2 separate regions of the Anas platyrhynchos genome follow, and region 2 is linked to region 1. The links are chromatin contacts, called in public Hi-C maps. All regions are on one chromosome and are shown on one strand. Each heading gives the region's core, a stretch centred on a gene start, on an enhancer-like site or on the middle of the called end of the contact. The rest is flanking DNA. Distances are from core to core; before and after follow the strand shown.

Evidence for each region. A called contact is a pair of places that touch in the nucleus more often than the background predicts.
Region 2: a Hi-C map of F1 follicle shows a contact between it and region 1, with 3 times the contacts expected there. The contact joins two enhancer-like sites. A contact is called at or near these places in 4 of 8 Hi-C or Micro-C datasets (F1 follicle, F5 follicle, skeletal muscle and 1 more).

What each region holds. Positions count from the first base shown.
Region 1 is chr4:44,048,046-44,052,019 of IASCAAS_PekinDuck_T2T, reverse strand. All of the region lies in intron 1 of JADE1 (jade family PHD finger 1), which reads left to right. Among named protein-coding and RNA genes, the nearest start is that of JADE1, 58 kb to the left of the region's middle. Within about 2 kb of position 2,054, at least 2 of the 8 cell types and tissues checked have an H3K27ac peak or open chromatin away from gene starts, as enhancers often do. A contact at or near this core is called in F1 follicle, where this site is marked.
Region 2 is chr4:44,098,815-44,102,788 of IASCAAS_PekinDuck_T2T, reverse strand. All of the region lies in intron 1 of JADE1 (jade family PHD finger 1), which reads left to right. Among named protein-coding and RNA genes, the nearest start is that of JADE1, 7.4 kb to the left of the region's middle. Within about 2 kb of position 2,333, at least 2 of the 8 cell types and tissues checked have an H3K27ac peak or open chromatin away from gene starts, as enhancers often do. A contact at or near this core is called in F1 follicle, where this site is marked.

The DNA.
Region 1 (3,974 bases), core at 805-3,304:
ATTTATAATTATTTATTTTTATTTTTTTACACTGAGTATGTATTTCTGATAAGCTCTTAGCAAAATGGAGGCATAAGTGTGGACTGTGTTTGGGTATGCAAACCAGATAAAGAGTGTCAGGAAGGGCCGTTTGCTGCAAGTTTATGTGGCCCACTGATACTCAAGATGAAATGCCATGTTTAGCCCAATACCTCCTCCCACTCTTTTTTTTTTTTTTTTTTTTTTTTTTTTTTTCTTTTGGGCGAGAGAGGTGGAGGAGGGAGGGAGGAAGGGAGGTTAGCACTGGACTCAACCTCCCCTGTTGAGCAAGGGTTCCTTTCTCCTGGATACCTCTATCCTCCTATTCCTACTTCTGTTCGGTAGTGTTGAACCTCTGAATATTTCAATAGTGAAATGGAAGTATATGTGGTAGATTTTATTATGTTTATGCCGATTAAGACTTACTAAACTGTTTTTTGTTTTTTTTTTTTTTTTTTTTTTTGCTTGCTTAAGCAGTGAAACTTGTGGAAAAATTCAGCAATAAACATTGCTACAAAAAAAAAGAAAGAATTACTTTAGTTCTCTCAATCATTTTTTCTGTGTTAAACACTGAATGACTTCTAAAACATACTGCTGGTGAAGGAAAATAGCTGAAGTAAACAACAGTTGCCTGTTTGTTTGACTAGCATTTTCTTTATTTAGAAGTAGTGGCTGCTTTACACCCTTGTTACCTCCTATCTGTGTACTATACACATAAAGTTACTAATACCTGAAGTAGGTTTCAAGACTGCTGCAACTGAAAGCACTGAAATCAGTGGATCTCTAACTATTCAGGGAGAAAATTTGACTTTAGTCAAAATTGTGATTGACATACCCTATGGGGGATTGGTTTCAAGCAGGGGAGCAGATAAGCTGGTAAAATGAGCAGAGGTAGATGCCCCTATTAAGGATAGACAGAATACGTCCTCTGCATTATGTCCAATTGTTTTAGGTCAGTTTTCTGCTGTGGAGGCTGCATAATCTCTCAGGCCTTGTGGAAGACCTCAGTTCTCATGGTCTGGTATGAGCTCTAAGCTCCTTGAACAGTGAATCATAGCATTTGGAGGAGGCTGTCTGAGGAGAGACCACAGGTAGAAGTAATGCTGAAGCAATTCCATAAATACTACGTGGAACTGAAAAGGACCACATGGGAGGCTCCTTCCAAGGTTTCTAGTCTTTCCAGAAATGTTATCATAAGCTGCTTGGAGCAATTTCAACAGTTGTTTTTATTTTTATTTTTTCCCCCGTTTAATCTTTTTCCAACTCTTAGGATCCAGAGTTGAAGTTGTCACTTTTTCTTTAAGTCATTTTGCTGCTAGGTTGTTACGGGGGGGGGGGGGGGATTTTGTAGTACTTCCCCAATGAATTGGTACCACAACTCCGCTGCTAGCAACCAGTTATCAAGAAACACTGCAATCAGAAAATCTGTAATCAGATTCCTTTGAACTCTTGTACGCATCTTGTCACAGTGCCTTTCTTTCACTGGTTGATTTCTGCCTGCACAAACACAATTTAATATTGAAGCTGAAGTTCGTTTAGATTAGACAGTGTAATGTTGCTTGATGAGCTGCCAGGTAGGCACGTGTGTATACTTTAACTCAGATTTGATCTGTAGCTACTGAACTGTCATTTGCCTGAGGTTTTCACAATCCATTCTTCCTGTACTGAGGGCATTACCTGGGCTGCTAATTACTTCTCTCATCATGTACAAAATTGTGTTGTTTACTTTAAAGGTGATGCATCAACTTGATCCTGCTTAACTCTCAGACTCGCAAGTTAACTGCCTGCTTATAGTTGTTCCCTTGAGGTTCTTGTTCTACCGGTTTTCCGTCAGCTTCCACTTTTCAATAAGAGTAATTTGGAAGCACTTGATTTCAGTAGGTGTACTTCTCGATTTTGGAATTCAGTATGTTCTGAGGGTGCCTGCTACCACTCCACTTTGAGATGAACGCACAATGTAAACTGTTGCATATCCATGAGATGACCATGTCTGATTTGCAAAAGTATTTTAAGATACCACATCAAAGTGTCATGGAGGTATACTTTGTACTCTGATAGGTGCTATGTAGCAGGCCAAAGGAAAGGATGTAGTTTAATCATTAGAAGCTTTGGACTGGGAGGCATGACTTTTGGTTTCTATTCTTGGTTTTAATGCTGACTTAACATGTGACTTATGTAAGTGATTTAACCTTCGTATGCCCCTGCTTACCCACACATAAAATAAACATTATCTCTACTTCTCAAGTTTTGTCATTAAAAAGACTACTCTAGTCTCTCAGTTGCAAGCACCCTGCTTGATAACACGGTAAATAGAAAGTTGAGTTCTGAGAACTCATTTTTCATCTGTTCCCCTCCTTATCCCTTAACAGCACAGCTTGTACTTACTGGGTCTTACACATACACATACAGCTAGTCACCTCTCCAAACAGCTACATTTCAATAAAACAAGGAACTGTAAACCACAAGAATGAGGCTTGTGAGTGCTGGAAAAAGCACATCTTTGGAGTGTGGCCTCTGACTCTGCAGTGACGGTAGCCGTAAACCTCTGCTTCAGAGTAAAAGGAAATAACATGCTACCCAAGTCTAGTCTTTCTGATCTTTCTAATCCAAACACACCTAAAGTCAGCTCTTGTCATTATGAAGAAGGAAAAAAAAGCAAGAGCAAAAATTAATTTTTGTGGATGATTTTGTGTGGTGGTCAGATGCCATGTTGCCATAAGTGATGTGTTTGAATTAGACAAAACTGGGGCAATTATGTTTCTCTGTAGTACATACATAAGCCATGTGAGCAAGTTTTATTTCTGCAGTGGTTAAGAATATTATACATAAGCAATTTGTAAGTAATAGAGATTTACATGTGCATGAGGCAAAATAGATTTTTTTCCCATCACTCGTGTGTAGGCCAAGTGAAGACAAAACGGACCTGAACAGGATATGGCCCAAATGTGCATGTCTTGCCTCTCTGCAATGTATGCATCTCTCCCAGGAGTTGTGAAAGTTGTCTTTAGGATTAAATGCAAGTTAAAATATTGACACTGTTGGTTTGGATCCATGCTGTGTTTTTCCCCTCAGGTTTCTAATCTTGAAAGGCAAGAAGGGGAAAATGGAAGTTCTTAAAAAAAAAAAAAAAAAAAAAAAAAAAAAGGGGGGGGGGTGGCTAAAAGGAGCAAAAGAAGAAGGTTTGAGTTCCAACTGATAGTAGGACTAAGCTTTATAGTGGGGAGAAACTCGAGTTCATTAGCTCTGCCTTTGTGTAGGATGAGACTCTGCAAAGATTAATGGAAAAAGATTGCAAACATTAAAGGAGTAACTGATACTAATCAAATTAAAAATAAAAAAAAAAGTGAAAACATTGTGGCAGATACTGCTGCAGCAACAGATTTCCACTAAAACCTGTAAGAAAGTGCTGAAAAGCCAGACACGTGTTCCTTCCTTGGCTTTGTGCATCTGCCCAGAAATAAGTCAAGAGGGAGAACTTATTTTTTTTTTTTATCATTTATATAGTTTAAATTTTAATAAGGAGCAACTATACCTGGTGAAACAACATGGAGAAGGGACCAGTAATTCTGTGTATTAGGATGATGCCTAACTCCAAGCCTGATATATATGCTCTGAATGCTTCTGGAATGAGTATTAATACTGATACAAAGATGACCGAGCAAGGCGTGGGGTCTAAGAAATGTAAGAGATTTCATTAGAACAGGTTAGAGATGAAGGCTGAAATTCTGGCCCCATTAATGTCCATGGTAAAACTTCTACAGACTCTACCTCCAGCAGGATGTTACCCATCTTCAAATGTAGCCAGAAGAGGTAGCAGAAAACGATTCTGAGGTTCTCTCTCCTTTTTTAGTTCCTGATCTTTGCAGTCAGCTTGTGGTCAGATGCTTGATGCAGAATTAGGAATTCTTTCTTTGCCCCGAGTGGCTTGCTTTTATCATCCTTCTCTGTTTATAGTA
Region 2 (3,974 bases), core at 1,084-3,583, 50 kb before region 1:
TTAGGTACATGCCACCTTTGTCCTAGCAACATTTTTGCACAACTTGTGGTTTTCTACACTTTTTAGATTTATTTATTTGTTTAAGTGATGCTTGAAGTTGAGGAATCTGAAAAAGCCAATTTTACCTGCCTGCAATAGTATTTGACCTAGGATAACAAGTGGGATAACAAACAAGTAGAAATCTGTAATGTTTCTGTCTGCTAAGGGTGCAACAGCAAATACCTGCAGGACAGTCAGCATGCAGTATTTTGAATAATCCTGCTGAAGGGAATTTGATTCCTTACTCTAAGGAATTCAAAAGTTGTCCTTGTTTGTTGAATAGAGCCCTGTGAGATTCTTTGGTTTGCTGGGTCAGATTCACTTGACAAGGCTCTGTTTTGCCTTTCCAAGTAAGTACTATTGGAAAAATGTTGCAGTGTGATGTTATAATAATCCATCTGATGAAACCTATTGCAGGGCATATATGTGATAATAAAGTAAACAGAGCAAGCCTTGTTTTTCAAATGACACTGTGTGTAATCTCTTGGTGTCTGTGCCTCCTTTAACAACTTTTAAACCCATTAATAAATTTCACCTGAAGCTGATGAGGGAGATCAGCCTTCAAGATACTTGATTTCTGTGAGCTTCATGAAAATACAGTCCATCTCCCCTGCCTGCCTATCTATCAGCGTTCTCACTGGGGAAATGTGGTAGTGTCAGTTCAACTCTCAGTAGTTATTCGATAATCTGTAGGTGGCAGCAGTGGTATGAATGCCCTGATCTTTTCTGTCAGATTAGTACTGTCATAGACCTGCGAGAAGCCAGTTATGAGTGCTATAGAAAGCTATAGAAAATCATTCCTTTCTAATCCTGCTGTCCACATTTTAAATCAGTTTTACTGAGGCACTGGTATAAAGAAACCATAAAGGTGATTAATATTTTGTAATGAAGCAATTGGCACTTAACAAGCTACTCACTTCTACAGACTGCTTACTAAAAATATTAAAGAACTTAAAGGTAAAAGTGAAATTCAATTTGGAATACATACATTTGGATACTAAAGCCTCTGTCTAAATGATTTTATTAATATCGATTGATCTATTGCCTTCCAAAGAGGTAATCAAAGGGTAATCTTGTTAAAGAGGAATGGCTTACTTAGCGTGACACAAAGTGTTGAAGGGCCAAATCTTAGTTTGAGAGTGGAGAATAACCTTGTGGTTATATTAGGGCTGGTAAAATGAGAAAGGCAAGCGGGCCTCATTCCAAAAGGATGTGAGGTCTTGTTGGATATCCAAGTCAGAGGAGCCTGCAGCCGAGCTGATCCAGCAGCTTTGCTTTAACAGCAAGTACAGAAGGGATGGGGAGAGTCAAGCCCGTTTCAGTATTGTGCAGAAAAGAATGATAGGGACACCTAAGCTAAAGCTTATAACTTATTCCTCATTTTTGTTATTTTTTAAAATGAAAATGTGATTTTTTTTTTTTTTTTTTGCCAAATGTTGGAATGAATAATATTGATAATTCCTAATAATCACTATTAGTCAGCTTTCAAAAGAGCACTGCAAGCTTTCATGTTCAAATATTTCCTGATGGTCAGCTAAAAGACAGTGTGTAGGTGGCAAACAGTAGGATGTAAACAGCATTTGAAAAGTGTACTTTGCATTATACTGGCACTTATTGAAAATTTAGATCTGATTATCAGCTGTAGGTTTACTTTGTGTCTCTTCTGGAGTATCTAAATTAACATTTTGACTACTAGTTATAAAATACAGTATTCTCTAACAGGCATCTGTAAGCACTGGGCCCCAGATCCTCCAAGACTGTATTGGTGTCTTTTTTTTTAATTTCCCTTAATGAATGAAAATGTATCAAATAAGAACAAAATAATTCTCACCTTAATTATGCTGCTTAAAATGTTGACATATTTATGTGTACAAAATAAATAGTCTGACATAACTAATTAAAATGTCTGTACACACAAATGCATTATAAATAGAAATAAACATCTTTTATCTCTCAATTAATTTATTTGAACTTCAGATTGTAATTAGAATACATTCAGGTATCCAGAGAACAATGAAAAGAATCCTTGGTGAAACAACAGCACTCTCAAGAGAACTGAAAGTACTCCTTAAGTCTCTGAAGTTACACCACGCCATTTGGCATAAACAGGATTTGGAACAGTGCTCTGCAACTTCCTGGAGTTAGTATACGACCAGCTCCCGAAGAGCAAGCTCTTGGATCCTGGGAACACTTGACTCTGGCAGTAAGAGGACCTGGGATCTCTCTACGAGTGTGAAGGATTCAAAGAACACTTGTTTAGTCCTCCTGATAATGGAGATGGGCTTGTCTGTACGTGACCTCTGCGGACAGAGTACTGTTTGCCTACAGCTCACTTCATGTTTTCTGTTGCTTACTTTGTGTCAGGGGTAGAATATAAATAAGGACTCATATATGTAAAATATCTGCAGCTGAATTGCTGACTGCCAGGATTTTATCCCTACAAACCTTCAAGTGTTCAAAACAACAGAGTAAATAGCTTCTCAACTTGCATACAGTGGCAGCTGAAGCTGGCAGAATTTCTCTCTTACTCCTAACCTTGTTTGCCTTGAGCTGTGTAAAATCTCCCAATGTCAGGCGGATCCATTTTATAGGGACAGCCTGGAAATAGTTCTGTTAAAGCAAAAATCTCTCTCAAACAGATGAGGAAAAAAACTCAGTAATTGTTTTTTGAGCTGTAACTTCCTAAGGTGCTTTACAGAAACTCTATTTTAAACTGATCTGCAATTTCTTTATACTATTTACAAAATATTTTAAAATATTATTTTTCTACCTCATGTATTTATCAAGATTTCATGTTTGTGGAACTCTTTGGGCTCTTGTTTAATGGTACATAATTTTGTGTTTTTGAAGAAATGTCTCTCACAAATCAGCTGCGGTTACAGATTCCCTCTTTAGGAAGTCATCCTGATGGGAGAAATTTCTGTGGTTAATCTCCTCCATACCCGAGTATTGGTAGCTTTCCTTCTGAGCCTAGACAACTGATTGTACATCAGTCTGTGAGGATTTCCAAGCAATGAGACAGACTAAAACACCCTAGATGTTAAATTATTTTGCAATGTGCCTGAACATGAAAAAAGCAAACCATGATTGCAAGACTCTTTAGAAACTGCAAGTGCCGTTTGGAATACACAGATAAGCTGCTTTTGTAAACTGTTAGTCAGCAGGCTTTCATTTCTGTAGTCTAATTTCTAAATTTTAGGTTGTAACCTTTCAGATAGATGCATAAAACGTTTGGCTAGGAATGTGGAATAAAGGATGTGGAATGCTTCATTTCTGAACCTCTGTTTTCATAGCAGCTTTCTCAGAGGGAGTTCAGGATTGCTTGTCTGTCTTATGCTGTCTCTTAAGCATCAAGATTTATGTGGTTGAGGAATTGGTCTGAGTAGGCACAATTCATATAGACTGCAGCTTTGGTTATTACTGCAGAAGGGGTTGGTTAGGCATCTCCTTTCTTGTGATCTGCATCTGGCATGAAATCTGTCCTGGAGCAAGGGTTTGTGTGTAATATGCTGTAGAAGCTTTGGGTTCTTCTGTTTAAAACACAAGTTAAACACAACTGAAGTGTCTTCTTTTTTGTGATGTCCATGCTTAGGATTCCCTAACCTTTGCCATTCTTTCTGTCTTATAAATATTTAGGATGTGCATGGGAACAGCAGCAGGCAGTAGGAGTTCAGATCTTGAGCAAAGAGAGGTTTTGAGACTGTACGACTGTCCAATTTACTTTACCTATTGAGTAAAAAGATCTTTCTCCTGATATTGTTTTGCAAATATAATTATTTCTTGGAAGGAAAGCTCAAGTGCTGTCTTTTGTTCTAGAATAGTATTTATTTTACTTGCCAAACCTAAGAAAAATAAACAAAACCACTTCTCATGGTTGACTTAACTCATACACTTTTTCTGTTATTTTCAGACACTGGTAGGCTGTGCAAAAACAA